2 separate regions of the Triticum aestivum genome follow, and region 2 is linked to region 1. The links are chromatin contacts, called in public Hi-C maps. All regions are on one chromosome and are shown on one strand. The core of a region is the stretch at or near the end of the contact, and the rest is flanking DNA. Distances in the headings are between cores, read along the strand shown.

What was found. A called contact is a pair of places that touch in the nucleus more often than the background predicts.
Region 2: a Hi-C map of leaf shows a contact between it and region 1, with 5 times the contacts expected there. The contact joins the promoter of LOC123180195 here to the enhancer-like site in region 1. A contact is called at or near these places in 2 of 5 Hi-C or Micro-C datasets (both in leaf).

Annotation. Positions count from the first base shown.
Region 1 is chr1A:542,481,499-542,489,398 of IWGSC CS RefSeq v2.1, forward strand. It overlaps the pseudogene LOC123064928. Among protein-coding and RNA genes, the nearest start is that of LOC123045094, 76 kb to the left of the region's middle. Within about 2 kb of position 2,608, at least 1 of the 8 cell types and tissues checked has an H3K27ac peak or open chromatin away from gene starts, as enhancers often do. A contact at or near this core is called in leaf, where this site is marked.
Region 2 is chr1A:542,636,322-542,644,221 of IWGSC CS RefSeq v2.1, forward strand. It overlaps LOC123180195, which reads right to left and starts at 3,969. Exons shown (of 3, transcript XM_044592168.1): 1 at 3,705-3,969; 2 at 3,402-3,595; 3 at 2,877-3,266. The coding sequence starts at 3,836. The coding sequence ends at 3,104.

The sequences.
Region 1 (7,900 bases), core at 1,358-3,857:
AGTTCAATATGTACATATTATGCAAGTGCCGTGATGCCAAGATACTTTGTTACACAATACAAAGATCAGATACTACAGGTCGTTTAAAAGCCAGAGTGTATTCATAAACAGCATTAAACAAAAAATAATGGAGGAGTTTGGAGTTCATTGTTGATTCATCAAAATAAAAAAGTTCCTGTCCAAACTAAAGCCAGCTATTTTGTGGGGGTACAAGTGCAGAAAAAAAAAGTGAAGCTAGAATCATTTTTCCTAGAAAGCAAACTGGTGCATGGAGAAAAAAACAAGTTGATAGAATTTTCAGGGGTAAAACTGTAAAAGGGGATGGAAGCTAGCATCGATACTCTTTCTACTGAAACAACTCTGTCAAAACAGTATAAGCTGCGTCTGGAATAAATGAACTTCATGAGATTAATGCAAACAAAGGAGTTAGATGTATGTTTCAAAAACAGGGCCAATTGACGAGTTATAAGCCTTAGATTTCTCAACAAAACAAGCTAAATCCAGTCCCATTTTTGGCATAAATTAGTTCAATTCCCGTCCCACTTCAAGGCAAATGCCAGGTAAAAGGGGCATATACAAGCTGACTTTACCTAAAATTTCCCTCCAGTTAAGGTAATCTACAAACCATTTTCTATGATAGTAGTTTGTAGACTGCCAAAACTAGAAATATGAAACACGGAAACGACAGAAACGGAAGCATGGTTACACATGATTGATTACGCATCGTGCAGACCGCATGAAATTCAACCCAAACTGATAGCCATCCTCATGGTAAGTGATCAGTCCCTCCCATTGCTTGGCGTCAAGGAGGCAGACAACCAAACAGCCAATCCATCACGTCTATCAAGAGGAGATAAACGAGTCATCTACTCTAGTCTAGGGGGGAAGAAAACAAGGGTCTTGCTTTCGTAAGAGGAGGGAGGGAGACCAAGTGCCCACCTGTCTCGTCGGTGGAGCTCCTCGACCAGGTACACGCGCACCGGCATCCTCCCGCGGCGCGTGGCCAAGTGCAGCGCCCCGGCGCCGCGGAGCTTCACGGCCTCCGCCGCATCCCTGAGGCGCCCCTTCCCGCCGTCCAGCGCGCTCGCCGCACCCATCAAAACTGGAAAAAATCTCCCAAAATCGGCGCTCGATCGAGCACCCAGAAACCAAAATCCGCGGGCGGAGCGGGATGCGAGCACATACTCTTGAAGAGCTGGAGGTTGCCTTCGGCCGCCGCCTGGAGACGCCGCCGCTGCAGTGCACCGGGACCTGCAGGGGGAGAAGAGGGGTCGGGTGTTAGCGCTGGGGTTCATCCGCAGTTTATCAGGGGCCGGGCATGGGTTTGGGGGAGGAGGTCGCTTACCGGAGGCGAGGGGCGGCGCCATGGCCGCTGCCGGAGAGTGTGTCGGCGGTGGATTGGTGGGAGTTGGTAAGATTTTGGAGCGGGCTGCCTAAGGCCGGGCCGGGCCGGGCTCGCAAAAAACCCACCTTCAAACTCTAAGCCCGAGCCCAGCCCGAAGCCTGATACTTTCCAAGTCCGAGCCCAGCCCAAACACAGGCACGAAAACCAACCCCCGGCCTGAATGACACTTTTCATGCCTCCCGGGCATGCCCCTCCCGAAGGCCAAGCCCGGCCCAAAGTTGGATACTTTTTCAAGCCTAGCCCAAACATACTCCCGAAGCCCGAAAAACCCAACCTGACTGACACTTTCCATGCCTTCGCGTGCACGCCCGGCCAAAACTATATTACGTGCTTGAAAATGAGGCCTGATCTCGTCCCAAATGTCAAGCCCAACTCAGCCCAGCCCAGGTTTTTTACCGGGCTCGGGCCGGGTTGTCGAGCTAGATTGTCTGTCTATCAAGCACCTGGAGAAAAAGTTGACATCTGTAATTTTTTAAATCGTTGCATCCTAAATGAGCTGACATATCTCCTTCCTCAAAAGCCTCATTGGCTGCCATCCTCCCATCACCGTCTTGGTCGACATGCCCACCCATCCCTGTACCCCCTCTTCCCATATGAAGAGCCCCAAGGACCACGCGTCCCTACCTCCCTCGCTTGGTGGCTGACGGTGGGCCCCACACCATGTTGGCACGCCTACTCAAGACCGTGTTCGTATACAAACGTGATTTGCATCGTATATGCACACCAAAATTAAGTTGTGGCATTAGTTTAATGTATGTCGCAAGTTTTAGCAGCAAACTAACTTTTCGCTCCAAGTTTTAGCGACGGTGGTGTAAATTGACTCTTAATTTAGAGTGCATGGTTTTAACCAAGAATTGGCCCGAGGAGGAAAGGTGCCACGTCACCTTGACTGACCCTACAAATAGGATAATGTTGGCACCCTTAGTGCACAATGATTTCCAACAATTATTCTCAAAGGGAGTAAGTTCCTTGCGAAAAAGCAATGCCGGCTGGAGATGAAGGCAAGGCCTCTGCTACGCTAGCATTAGGACTGAGTGGGTTGGTGGGAGTTGATAGGATTTTGGAGCAGGCTGCCTAAAGCCGCGTCGGGCTTGCAAAAAAAAACCTTCAAACTCTAAGTCTGAGCCCAGTCCGAAGCCTGATACTTTTCAAGTCCGAGCCCGGCCCAAAAACCTGGCCTGAATGAGACTTTCCCTGCATCTTGGGCATGCCCCTCCCGAAGGTCGGGCTTGGCCCAAAGCCGGATACTTTTCAAGTCCAAGTCCAAGCTCAGCCCAAGCATACTCCCGAAGCCTGAAAACCCGACCTGAATGACACTTTCCATGCATCCGCGTGCACACCCAGCCCAAACTATATTATCTGCTTGAAATTGAGGCCTGGTCTCAACCCAAATGTCAAGCCCAACTTGGCCCGGCCCAGATTTTTTACCAGCCTCGGGTCGGGTCGTCCGGTTGGACTATCTATCCATCAAGTACCTCTAAAAAAATTGGCATCTGTATTTTTTAATTGGGTCGTTGGATCCTGAATGAGTTGCCATATCTCCTTCCTCCGACTGTTTATATTGTTCAGCTTCTTCCCATTTCTTCCCTACAACCTACTCCCCCCGCATCTGACTAGTATTGCCACACGCCGTCTCACTGGTTGCCCTACTCCCATCATTGTCTGATGAGGCACAGACTAGCGAGACGCTAATTCACGCGTGTAGAAGACCCGACCTTTCACGGCGATGCAAGATCAGTAGTCCTTTCCCCGTATTCCTCCTCGCAACCTTCAATAACAATCTCTACCCGTGCACGAACAGTACGTGAACAAAGATAATGACCCCCTCGGATCAACATGTAGGCGTCGATGTAATGATCAACCCTCCGTCGCTAGTAATTTCCTCGATGAGAAAATCACAGAAAATACTCAAGATTGGATCGCCCAAAAACTGGACGTTTTCTGAACCTTGTTCATAACTCACGAATAAAACTCAAAACTAATCTCCCCTGTTACAATGGCCGTGGCCCGTGATAAATAGCCATCTCCACGTGACTGCTCCCCTAAAGGGGAAAAAAGAATTAACACCTAAACAAGTCGTGCAAGAATTGGACTAGAATAAGAAACAAAAATCCTAACCGATCACAACCGGAACTACTATTTAAGAAACTTCCTAATATAATATTCTTGCTAATTAGCATGCATGTATTTATCTAGCACGTAACGTGCGTTCCTTATTCCATGGGATTGAAACGAACATGCCTTTATCCATTGAGGGGGAGTTCTGAACATGGGAATGATCTTCTGTAGTTTCGGCTCCTGCCCTTGGTTTTCTTGTTCGAGAGTCAATCCATGCATGGGTCTGTGACTTCTTCGTCTCTGTTCTTTGCATGATACATCAAAAAACATCAAGGCTGCCCCACACTTCCCTCCGCTTGCCATACATATGGCATTTGCGACTTTTGTTTCGGTCGTTTGGCTGGAACAATATAGGTTGACCTTGAACTCGACACAATACTAATTCCAGGGCCACATAAAAAACGCATTCGCCCATCAATGCCTCGATGTTTTTCAGTAGCATGCACCAAATTTGTTCGCCCAAGTTCCGCTTTGCTTGTCATCTCTTTAGTTGGTTTGACTTGAGTGGCGACGACATTTGAAGATACACCGGGTATTACACTGGTCATATCATTGTCTTGGTCATCGCCCACACCCATACCTGTACCCACTCTTCCCATATGAAAAGCCCCAAGGACCCCCGCAAACCCCCTGCTTGACCCACACCCGTCAAATTTCGGGCTTGCTTCCGCTCATGCACAGCTCAGCCATGCCGTGGCCCCTTTTGCCCTCATGTTTTCGCAGAAAAAGTGACTGCCGTCCAAAAAAATTATGAACCATTTTGCAAACGAAAAAATAAACATATTCAATTAGAAGCTTCCACTAGGATGGATTGTGATGTTATATTTTATATTAATTCCTTGAATTGAGGTGTTAAGTAAGAATTTCATAGGACTTTAGGATCCTCGGTCGTTTGTTATCTATTATTGTCGTAAGGTGAAGGCATTATCTCTGCCATTGATCATAACAGAACCAAAAGTCTTGGAATTTACAAATTGGCAATAGATGTAAATTGAGTATCTCCTGATCTAAAGCAAAAGGTTTTTTTTGGAAAAGGATCTAAAGCAAAAGTAACTCCACATTAGTTCAAGCCCTTTTCTTGGACTTTTAAATTGCCAATCTGCTCTGATATTATTTTTGCGTGAGCACTTCATTTTTTTTTGCCTGAGCACTTTATTTTACTATATCCATGCATCAAGGGTGAAAATTCTGCACAAATAACTCCACACCTTCCTAGGCACTCTCTTCCTTCCTAGTGGCAACTTCAAATTATTCAAACCCAAGACAAACTTGTTGGGATAAGTTGGACCTTCTTAAGAAAAAAAATATAAAAAGAGGTTGACAAAATTAGATGGCTAACCTGCACTAGCTCTAATGGAAACAATCAAACTATAATTGGCCCTCTATAATGACAAAACCCATGTGAAAGTCCCTGTATCCATCTCTAGTGGCCTACTTCCTCCATCCACATATACAGGGCTTAATATGTTTCCGAAGGTAGTCTTTGACCAATGATAAACTTATTCGAGTTTGGTATCATATTTGGCAATAACCAATTGGGAACACCACCCCCCCTCCCCCCTGGGTGGCGACATTCACCTTGTATCCTCATCTTTACCGGAACACTGCCATCGCTTCCGCCTCCTTACCTTGTTGCCCCTTCCACCTCCATGCGTAGTGCAGCCATCTTCGAACCTGAGTGTATCTCCTTCCTCTCTCACCGGCCACTGGCACAAGGGTCGACATGATGACATTGTCAACCACTTCTACAGTTGCGACCACTATACTTTCCTGAATTTGTGTCGACGACTTCTCTCGGATTAGACCGGGACCATACTTGGCCAAGCTAGGGCTTACAGCATCTTCAGCCACGACGAGCAAATTTCATCCATCAAACGCTCGCGGACGTGCCTGGTTAGTGACCGGGCGTGTCCGTTTTGAACCCCTATTTATTTGTCCGTGCAGCCACACTCCTTATTTTTCTTCTCATATGTCCGGTCACTTGCACGTGATTGGCGGAGATGAAGAGGGAGAAATAAAAGAATGAATAAAGAAAGAGAAAAGGTGGTCCAGGTGGGGTCGCGTCCTATGTGGCGGAATGTCCGGGCGCGTCCGCAAGTCCTCATATCCTTCCCATATTTTTGAAATGGATATGAAGGTTCGCGGACAGCCTGGGCATACAGGGATGATACGAGGAGTCCGGTTGGGTCACGTTTTTTCTTCTCTCTCTTGTCCGGTCACTGATCGGGCGCATCTGCGGGCATATGCGGGATGGTTTGAGTTGTTCGGCTGTAGATGCTCTTTTACTTATGGAAAAAAATGTGATTATCTATCACATCCTAGCATCTCTACAACTACTCTAGAAAAGGGAGCCCCCTGGTTGAATCGAGCTTGAGTACGATGTGTCAACGGGTGTTTGGCCTTTTGCAGACCGCCTTGTTCAATCTTCCAGACAGGGCCATTAGCATGTGAGACAAACATGTCACTGTAACATCAACAAAGTACGCTAACCTCTTGTGTGGTAATACGGCATCATTCGGTCCATGAAAACTCAACAAAATAACAAGGAACAAAGGAAGACGCTACAAAGAAAACGGCACGGCAAGATGCACGTTTGCTTCTTAGCTATTTTTTTAACAATACATTTTTTATTAATTTATAGAAATAATACATGGTTTAGATATTTTTCACAAATAATACGGCGTTTGCTTGCGGCAAAACGACTGGACCTAATCGTCTTACCTGTAGATGATTAGTGTCCAGTCGTCTCACAACAAGTCGTCCTCTCTGAAGATGATTAGTTCCAGTCGTCTTCCCTGAAGAGGATTAGTTTCAGTCGTCTTCCCTGAAGATGATTGGAATTAATCATCTTACCCGTGGCTAATTAGTTCCGGTTGGCTTACCCTAACACGACAGCTGCATGCAAGCAAAATTGTGAGCTAATGGAACTGTATTTTGTCCCATAATTGTCTCAGCACCCTCGCTTGAGCCTAGCCTAATTGTCCACAACACTTTTTTCATAACCGGGTTCCCAGGAACCCTTTCCCGCCAAAACCTGCCTTTCTCGCCATCTTCTTTCCCGCCAAACCTGCCTTTCCCGCAATCTTCTTTCCCGCCAACCCTTTTGTTCCCGCCATCGTCTTTCCTGCCAACCCTTATGTTCCCGTCAACTTCTTTCCCGCCACCACTTCTCTTCCCGCCATTTTCTTTCCTGCCATATTTCTCTTCTCGACTTATACCCCCCCCCCACATACAGAAAGGTGTTGGGGAACGTAGCAGAAATTTAAAATTTTCTACGCATCACCAAGATCAATCTATGGAGTCATCTAGCAACGAGGGAGAGGGGAGTGCATCTACATACCCTTGTAGATCGCGAGCGGAAGCGTTCAAGAGAACGGGGTTGATGGAGTCGTACTCGTCGTGATCTAAATCACCGATGATCGTAGCGCCGAACGGACGGCACCTCCGCGTTCAACACACTTACGGTTGGGAGAGACGTCTCCTCCTTCTTGATCCAGCAAGGGAAGGAGAGGTTGATGGAGATCCAGCAGCACGACGACGTGGTGGTGGAAGTAGCGGGATCCCGGCAAGGCTTCGCCAAGCGCAAGTGGGGAGGAAGAGGTGTCAGGGTAGGGAGGGAGGCGCCAGGGCTTCAGGTGCGGCTGCCCTCCCTCCCCTCCACTATATATAGGGGCCTAGGGGGCGCCGACCCCTTGTAGATCCCATCTAGGGAGGGGGGCGGCAGCCCTAGGGGTGGCTTGGCCTCCAAGCCAAGTGGAGGCGCCCCCACCCCTTAGGGTTTCCACCCTAGACGCATGGGAGGGCCAAGGGGGGGGGGGCGCACCAGCCCACCAGGGACTGGTTCCCACGCCCCTTCAGCCCATGGGGCCCTTCGGGATAGGTGGCCCCACCCGGTGGACCCCCGGGACCCTTTCGATGGTCCCGATACAATACCGATGACTCCCGAAACTCTCCCGGTGGCCGAAACTGGACTTCCTATATATAAATCTTTACCTCCGGACCATTCCGGAACTCCTCGTGACGTCCGGGATCTCATCCGGGACTCCGAAAAACTTTCGGTTAACCGCATACTAATATCTCTACAACTCTAGCGTCACCGAACCTTAAGTGTGTAGACCCTACGGGTTCGGAAACCATGCAGACATGACCGAGACAACTCTTCGGCCAATAACCAACAGCGGGATCTGGATACCCATGTTGGCTCCCACATGTTCCACGATGATCTCATCGGATGAACCACGATGTCGAGGATTCAATCAATCCCGTATTCAATTCCCTTTGTCTATCGGTACGATACTTGCCCGAGATTCGATCGTCGATATCCCGATACCTCGTTCAATCTCGTTACCGGCAAGTCTCTTTACTCGTTCTGTAACA
Region 2 (7,900 bases), core at 2,719-5,218, 160 kb after region 1:
CGTATGTTGTAGTCCATTTGAAATGTTTAAAAGAACAAATATTTAGGAACGGAGGGAGTAGTACGTACACATGAGAAACAGTTGCGAGCTTCCTTTGCACCCATATAATCGAGTCATGTTTCTTATTGATGATGACGTATATGTTCCCTGCAAAAAATTGATGATGTATATGTGCTCCTTCTGATGCATATGGACTTTTTTTTTCATGAACTTACCTTTTATTTCAGATGGATATACTAATTGTAATTGTTCTCAGAATGGATGAATGCATATATGTATACTCCTGTTGATGCACTACATATACTTTTTTTTGGTGTACACTTCTGAAGAAAGAAACTGCAGCACGCTCTTCCAAAAAATGTAGTATATAATTCTTAAACAAATGGCAGTATATACTCTTTGATTATTTTGTTGGTATAGGAGGATGTTGAGAGGATCCTCGAGCTGGAGTTCCGAAGAAACTCCGAAGGAGATGTCCAAATACAACCTCGCTCGGCTGTTCGAATGGCCAAGTGATACATTCTTGAGAGATGCAGTGATTCAAGAGGATTTCTATTATTCGGCAAGTAATACCGGGCTCACTCCATTCCTTGAAGATAAGTGTGATCAGTATCTTCTCCTTACCAATACTTTAGTGCACAAATTTCCACTTTTATCCTAGGAGAGAGATGCCCACCATAACATTCCATCTCTACGATATCCCATATGAAATGACATTTGATAGATTTTGCCAAATGTGCAAAATTCCCAACAAGGACATCCGATTCGGCGGGAGGTGATCCAATTTCTCGCGCTGCTTTTTTTGTGGACGCGCGCCATCCCCTCCTCGCATCAGCTCGGTGGCATGTGTTCCCCTCTGCACGCCGCAAGCCTGGCTGGGAGAAAACGACTGATTCGGTCGTTCCAAGAGAGCTTGGCTGAAAGGTGCTTTAAACTTTGTGTGATGTGGGCCAAATAGTGAACATAGTTAACCAAACAGGCCAAATTTGCATCCAGCCGGGGGGTGGTTGAGGCTTATGCATGGAAAAAAAAGGGTGCACATCCTGTTGCTGTGGAGCAGCGGAAAGTACCGTTGTGGCTGCTATCGGTGGTATGTCACGTTGAGATGTCTTTGCTGCTCAAAGGACCTTTGCATCCGAAGAACATAAATCTAGCTATACAAACAATGATGATTTTTTATTACTTGGATAGGATTGGGTTGGGATTGGGATTGAAGCTGATTGGGTGGAGGGGAAGGTTTCACCGCCCCGCCCCATTCCCCTTTCAGTCAACACGGAGCAACCTTTGCGTACCCGAGGGAACAAATGAAAACTTTGAGTACTCTGTTTTCTCCTCTGTTTCTGAAAACTTGTTCCTCCTTGAGCTTCTTCGTTCATATGGTACCTCTTCGTCAGTTAACACTTCAGCAAACCACTCTTCGTCAGTTAAGTCTTGTTGGCTCAAAAAAAAAAAAACTTCAGCAAACCCCTCCTCTGCTGCAGTAACGAGGTTCCTCACAGAGTCCTTAGTATCCCTCTTCCCTTCTTCATTTGTTGACACTTGACACTAGGTTACAACAATTTAATCTGGATCCACAGGACGCCATGGTGTTCAGTGGAGTGACACAGGCTTAAGAATAGGAATGAACGAGCATCAAGACTACAATAGAATCTCACATCTCATAAGCTGCAAAAAATATAGAAGAACAAACGTGCAAAAAGATGTTGGTGCGCTCGTCGTTGGGCGCACAAGCAATATTTAAGCCGAACGACTTCTCGTAGCCGATTACAGCGCCTTTGCGCCTGTCCTTGCCAGTTGGCTGACAATCATGTTTTGTTAGGGAATTGTTCTTTCCCGAAACACATATTTTCACCCTCATTGTGATAGAGCTACACTAGCGATGTGCTTGCTTGGAGGTGACAAGCATTTAATCATGGGTCTCAAAGTAGCAATCACGAACAATGTGGAGTACCAAAAGAAAGGAGTCGTGATAGCTGTGGAATTGGTGGTGTTGGAAACCCCTACTCTGGCCCAATCAGTTTATAGAAATTTCAATCACTTAGATGACAGCATCATGATGTGCGTCTTGATCCAGCCGTTGGGCCGGGGCAGAAAATTAGGTTTCAGATCAATTGCAGACCTGCACCTACTCACACCTAGCAGCAATCTTTCCTGTATTTCTGATCAAGGAGAAACGCAACTTTTCTTGGTGATAAGCATATATCTAAGCTTTTGCTTAGTTTTCTTTACTTTAATCTCACATCAACCACATCTCAAAAGTAACAACTAAAGATCAGCTGTAGTTTCAGATTTCTTATCGAAGGACAGAGGAGGTATGGATGGATCAGCCGCCTCAGTTCCTGATTCCAATTATTGTAAAAAGCATGATTATTGGTTAAATAAAGTTACCAAAATTCAAAAAACGAATAAGCACCCAATACATTGATCAGATCAACCATCTGTTGTCATGGGGGCGAGCTAATAAATCGCTTGCTGATGCGAAAAGGAGTCATATCGTCCTGGAGGTGATACTCTTCATGGCCCAGCCGGTGCCCTCGCCGTCGAACAAACAAGCAAAGACATTGTCGAACTTCCATGTTACAGATATAGACCAAGTAGCTTCTCCAACCAAAGTGGTCTTTTACACACAAATTGTAGAGTGGTAAATTTTTATTTGTACGGATTACTTTGACAGGGTTAAAGTAATGACATCAGCTCAAATGTACATTGAGACCTTAAGTTGGCTCAATGCAAGTGAAAATAAGAAGTTTGTTTGTTTTTCTAAAAAAATATATTTTATTTACATACTACTGATATAATGTATATCATATATAAATATTTATCAATGTAGAGTGGTAAATAATAAAAATAATAATGCAGAGACCACCACAACCATATGGACATGCAAATCTCACAAAATATATATAGATATCAGTTAAGCATCATTACACAACGTCAGAGGATAGTCAAGGAAACAGAAAGGGAGGCGAGTGACCAATTCTCCACAAGACTTTGGCAACCTGAGGCGACCGGCAATTCTCAAAGACATCACTATCAACCGATTCTCCATTAGTCCATTGACAGTCTTGAGTGACAAGCTTCAGCAGACAACCACTTCTTCCCCCTAACCGATGCAATTCTTGTTACTCAATTCTTGTCCTCCCTGTTGAACAGCACCCAAGTTGTTTCCCCCCGCTTTATATATGTTCCAGATTGCGTAGGCGCTTATGCCAGGGCTTAAGCACATCCAGAGAATATAGAGGCTATGAACTTTCCGAAGGTAACGCCTATATATCGTCCAGGTGAGATGCAACAAACATTTATTCATAGTAGTCATATAAATAAAAGATGAAAAACAACAGATGGCATGAATAACTAATAAAGAAAGAAAGAAAAAAGGGCAAAGAAAATATGTACTGTACCAGGCGATGCTTTGGGGCCTAGGTTTGATGTGCGCCGAGAGATGGTGCATGAGCTGAACGTTTGAGTAACACATGGAGCCGTCGTTGCGCTTATAGCCGTGGCGCAGGATGAGGTCGTAGAGCCTCTCCTTCTTCTCCTGGATCTGCTCCAGGACCTCCCTCCCGGCTTCTTCTTTCCCGTGCGATGACAAGGCCTAGTTAGTTTGGCACACATCATGTATCTAATTATTTTCATCATCATTAAGATTAATAAGAAAAGAAAAGAAGACTGGATAACTAGGGATTTCGAGATCGGACTAGCACCTGCGTGAGCGTGAGATTCGGGCGGCCCAAGCCGGGAGCGGCGGGGCGAAGCCGGCTGAGCGCCGGCGGTAGAAGGCGGCCGCCACCGGCGAGCCTCCTTCCGGCGGCGCATCGGAGAGCCGCCATCGCCATCTTCGGTCAACGGCGACTATGGATCTTGGCTTGTTGGTCGTTGGTGCGGCTAGGGTTGGTTCTTGGCCCTCAGGAGGATGAAGGAGGCCACGGCCGGCGCCGTATTTATTATATTATCATCACAATCCGCCAGGCCCGGCCCAAACTCCTCATCTTTCGTGGGGGAGGAGGTAGTAGAGAGGGGACCTCCTATCTGCCGCATTCTGCGGCAGACTGGAGGGGCTTCGCACAGGCGGTGCTTCGTTTGGGCCGGCCCACGAAGGAGCAGCTACTGACGTAAAATACAACGCAAAAATGTGAGGGCGACTGGAGAATTGAACTCGAGACCTCCCGTTTAATACCCGCGTGCGGTAGCCATTGCACCACTAAACGTTCTTTGCCAACACTAAGCAGCAAATACTATAAGAACATAATCCACGACAGATCTAAACTTTTATAGAAGTTCGAACGCAGTTCATTCTTTTTTTGCAGGAAAAACGCAGTTCGTTTTCAAAACCTGTATCTTTTTTTGAACGCAGACAATTCCAAAAATAGCGAATAATTTTTTTTAAATGTTGAACATTTTTTGACCTTTGATTTTTTTTTGAAAAGCAGCAAAGTTTTTTTTAATGTTGAACAAATTATTGCAAAACAAGAACATTTCATAAAATTTTAAACGAAAAATAGAAAAAGCGAACATTTTTTGGAACTTGGAACAAAATTTGAAGAAAGCGAACATATTTTTGGATCTGTGAACAATTTTTGAGAAAGGGAACATTTTTTGTAACTCTGAACAAAATTTGGCAATGCGAACATTATTTTGAATTGTTAACATTTTTTGAAAATGCGAACAAGATTTGAAACTCGAACATTTTTTTGAAGCTTGGAACAAAATTTGAAAAAAGCGAACATATTTTTGGATCTGTGAACAATTTTTGAGAAAGGGAACATTTTTTGTAACTCTGAACAAAATTTGGCAATGCGAACATTATTTCGAATTGTGAACATTTTTTGAAAATGCGAACAAGATTTGAAACTCGAACATTTTTTTGAAGCTTGGAACAAAATTTGAAAAAAGCGAACATATTTTTGGATCTGTGAACAATTTCTGAGAAAGGGAACATTTTTTGTAACTCTGAACAAAATTTGGCAATGCGAACATTATTTCGAATTGTGAACATTTTTTGAAAATGCGAACAAGATTTGAAACTCGAACATTTTTTGAATTAATTTTAAAAAGATTTCAAATGTGAACAAAATTTTGAAAATCAGAACAAACAAACAAAGAAAGCATGAAAAATTTCGAAATTCTGAACAAAATTTTGTAATGTGAACACTATTTCAGAAATATGAACAATTTTTGACAAAAAGAACATTTTCGAAAATTCTGAACCATATTTGAACTTTTCGAAAAGCTTACAAAGAAAAAGTAAAAATATTGAAAAAAAACAAAGAAAACAAGAAAACAAGAAAGAACAGAATAAGACTGAAGAAAAAACAGTACAAGGAACATATGGGTTTTTCGTCGCTCTTAGTTTCTTTAAGTTTAGCATTGCTCTCTTACAGATCCACGAGCTGGTCGCGGTGGCTAGCGAGTGTGTATCGCTACTGGAGGTTGTAGGTTCGATCCCTAGCGCCATTGTTTTTTTGCGGTTCATCTCGCGAGGCGAAACCACTCAAATGGGCCGGCCCAGGGTGAGCTGCGCCCTGTGCGAAGCGGCGACTACTTGCCGCAGTAAGCGGCGAATAGGGAATTCCAGTAGAGAGTTTATCACGATTGTTGTTGTTGTATGCTGATGGGCCGGCCCGGTAAGGCGCGACTGCTTTCTTGTTTTCCTTTTTTTTTCCTGTTTAGATTTCGCCTTTTGCCATTTTCTTCCTTTGCCTTGTCATGACTGGTTTATTATACTCCTATAAACACAAGGCATTCACTTTTTTTTCAAGCCGGTTGCACACTGGATATTATTCCAGGGCCACGCATGCATAACTTCCAATGACATCATCATGTCCTTTTCTTATTTCGGAGAGCGCACGTACGCACGCGGTGCTCTTTTTCCTAATCACTTTTTGTTGTATTCCATGACATGCATGCTTTATCTAACGTCAGCTTCTGCTAGCTTTTATCGGGTCGGGTTGCACGTACGCGAGTTGAGCTCCGCCGGTCGGCCGGCCACGCGTCTGCTTTGTGCATGGCATTGGCATGTGATACACCAATACGTGACTCAAAGATTGAGACCTAGATGCGGACAAGGATCGATTCATGCATAGTGGAGTATATACTCCCTTGTATACACCCCGGCCCGTCGCAACAACAAATTCTCTTCTTCCCATCGATGCCTCCGCAGCAGCTACATCCATCTCCACCTCCCCACCGGTTCGTGACCCAGGAAGTCAGCAGTCGACGGAGCCCCCGTCTCTGCTCACAAATGACCACGTCTCCTTCTCGCAGGCTGAGGCGGCATACCTTTCCACCGCCGTTTTCGACGATGCCCTTGCCATCGTCATGGTCCCATGCGCCGGCGATCTTGACCTCGAGCACGTCCTGTCGGCTGACGCGTCGGGCTCGCGACCTTCCATGCCGACGGCGCCCCGCCGCCACTAGCTTGACGCCGACGTTGCTTTGCCGACCAGCGCCATCGGAGCCGCCCGCGACGTCGTCGTGGAGAGGTGCTGCCTACAAAGCCGACGTGCGGAGGCGCCTTGCTTCTTGCCCCTCCGCCTCGGCATCAACTGCGGGATGGAGAGCACTCGGCGGCTGCTTCTTCTTTGTTGTCTATATATGCCGTGGGCTCTGTCGTCCGTGTTGTGTCGCGTGCGCGTGCTGCTGCTGTGTCCTAGTCTTTACCCTGTAGTGGCTCTTGGATTGAGGGTTCGCGGTAGTTCTGTCCGGAGCGGGCTTCGTCGACGGAGCAGGGCCTCCCGCATGTGGACCCTTTGTCGTCCGTTCCGTTCTGGGGCAACGGTGGTAAGCCATGTCATCATGGTGTCTAGGGCCCCGTCCGTGGCTAGCGGGCGGCCACGTCCGGGCCATCCACTCCCTCCTGGTCAACCACGGCGTGGGGCGACGGCGCCTGCGTTTGCTTCATCTGCGCCCCATGTGTCTGCTCTGGTACTACACATCCGCCCTCCTCCCGACCCCGTGCGGCCGCCGCCGGGCGGCCACATCCCGATCTTCCCTCGACTTCCCGTGCACCCCCTCCCTCCGCCGTTGCCGGCAACGTCGTTGGGCGAAGGCCCCGTGGCGCGGCGGCGGCGGACCTCCTCTGGCGTCCTGAGATCTGAGGCGGCGGCGGCCTGATTTGGATCTCCCTCCCGACGAGGATGGCAGCGGCGGCCGGGGCGCGACGGGGGGTTTGGCTGCAGCCAGCGGGAGTAGTACGAGATGGCGGCAGCGGCGGCCGGGGCGCGTCCCGGGCTGCCGTTACGTCCTCAAACTGCTGCATCTCATCGGATTCGGCGACGGCTCGCTGAAGCACTCCGGGTCTGCATCGCATCACGAGGATTATGGCGGTGGTGGTCATCTCCTACGTCGGAGGTGGTCGACCTGAGACTGGATGATCGGATCTCGAGATCTGTAATCTAGTCCCAGCTACGAGTCGGGGAGGCATAGTTGCCGGTGAAAACCGAGCCGATGGCGGACGATGGCGGCGTTCTGCGCCGTTACCTTGATGAAGGCATCGTTCTGTAACTACTGTCGCCCCACTCGTGCTGCTCCTGGGGAAACCCTATGATCTGGTTTTCCAGTTCGGACGATGGCGGCACTGCGGTGTCGTTTCTCTCTTGGGAGCATCGTTTGTGGAGCAGCGCTGGAAATCAGAGGCAGGAGGTGGAGCGGCTTCGTCTTGCATGGAGCTTCCGGTGGAGATGTCAAGTCATGCCTGACCGACAGGTGCTACGCTTTGTCATGCCTGGTCGGCAGGTGCTACGCACGACAGATCTTCAAGGACTTCAAGCTGTGTCGGCTGGTGGTACTTGGCAGCATGGCGCTGAGGTGTATCAGTGGCGACCGCGACGTGCTCAGCTGTTTGCGCGCAGGGAGGAGGTGCCGTTGGGCGCCGTGGTGGCGTCGACGATAGCTAGACCGA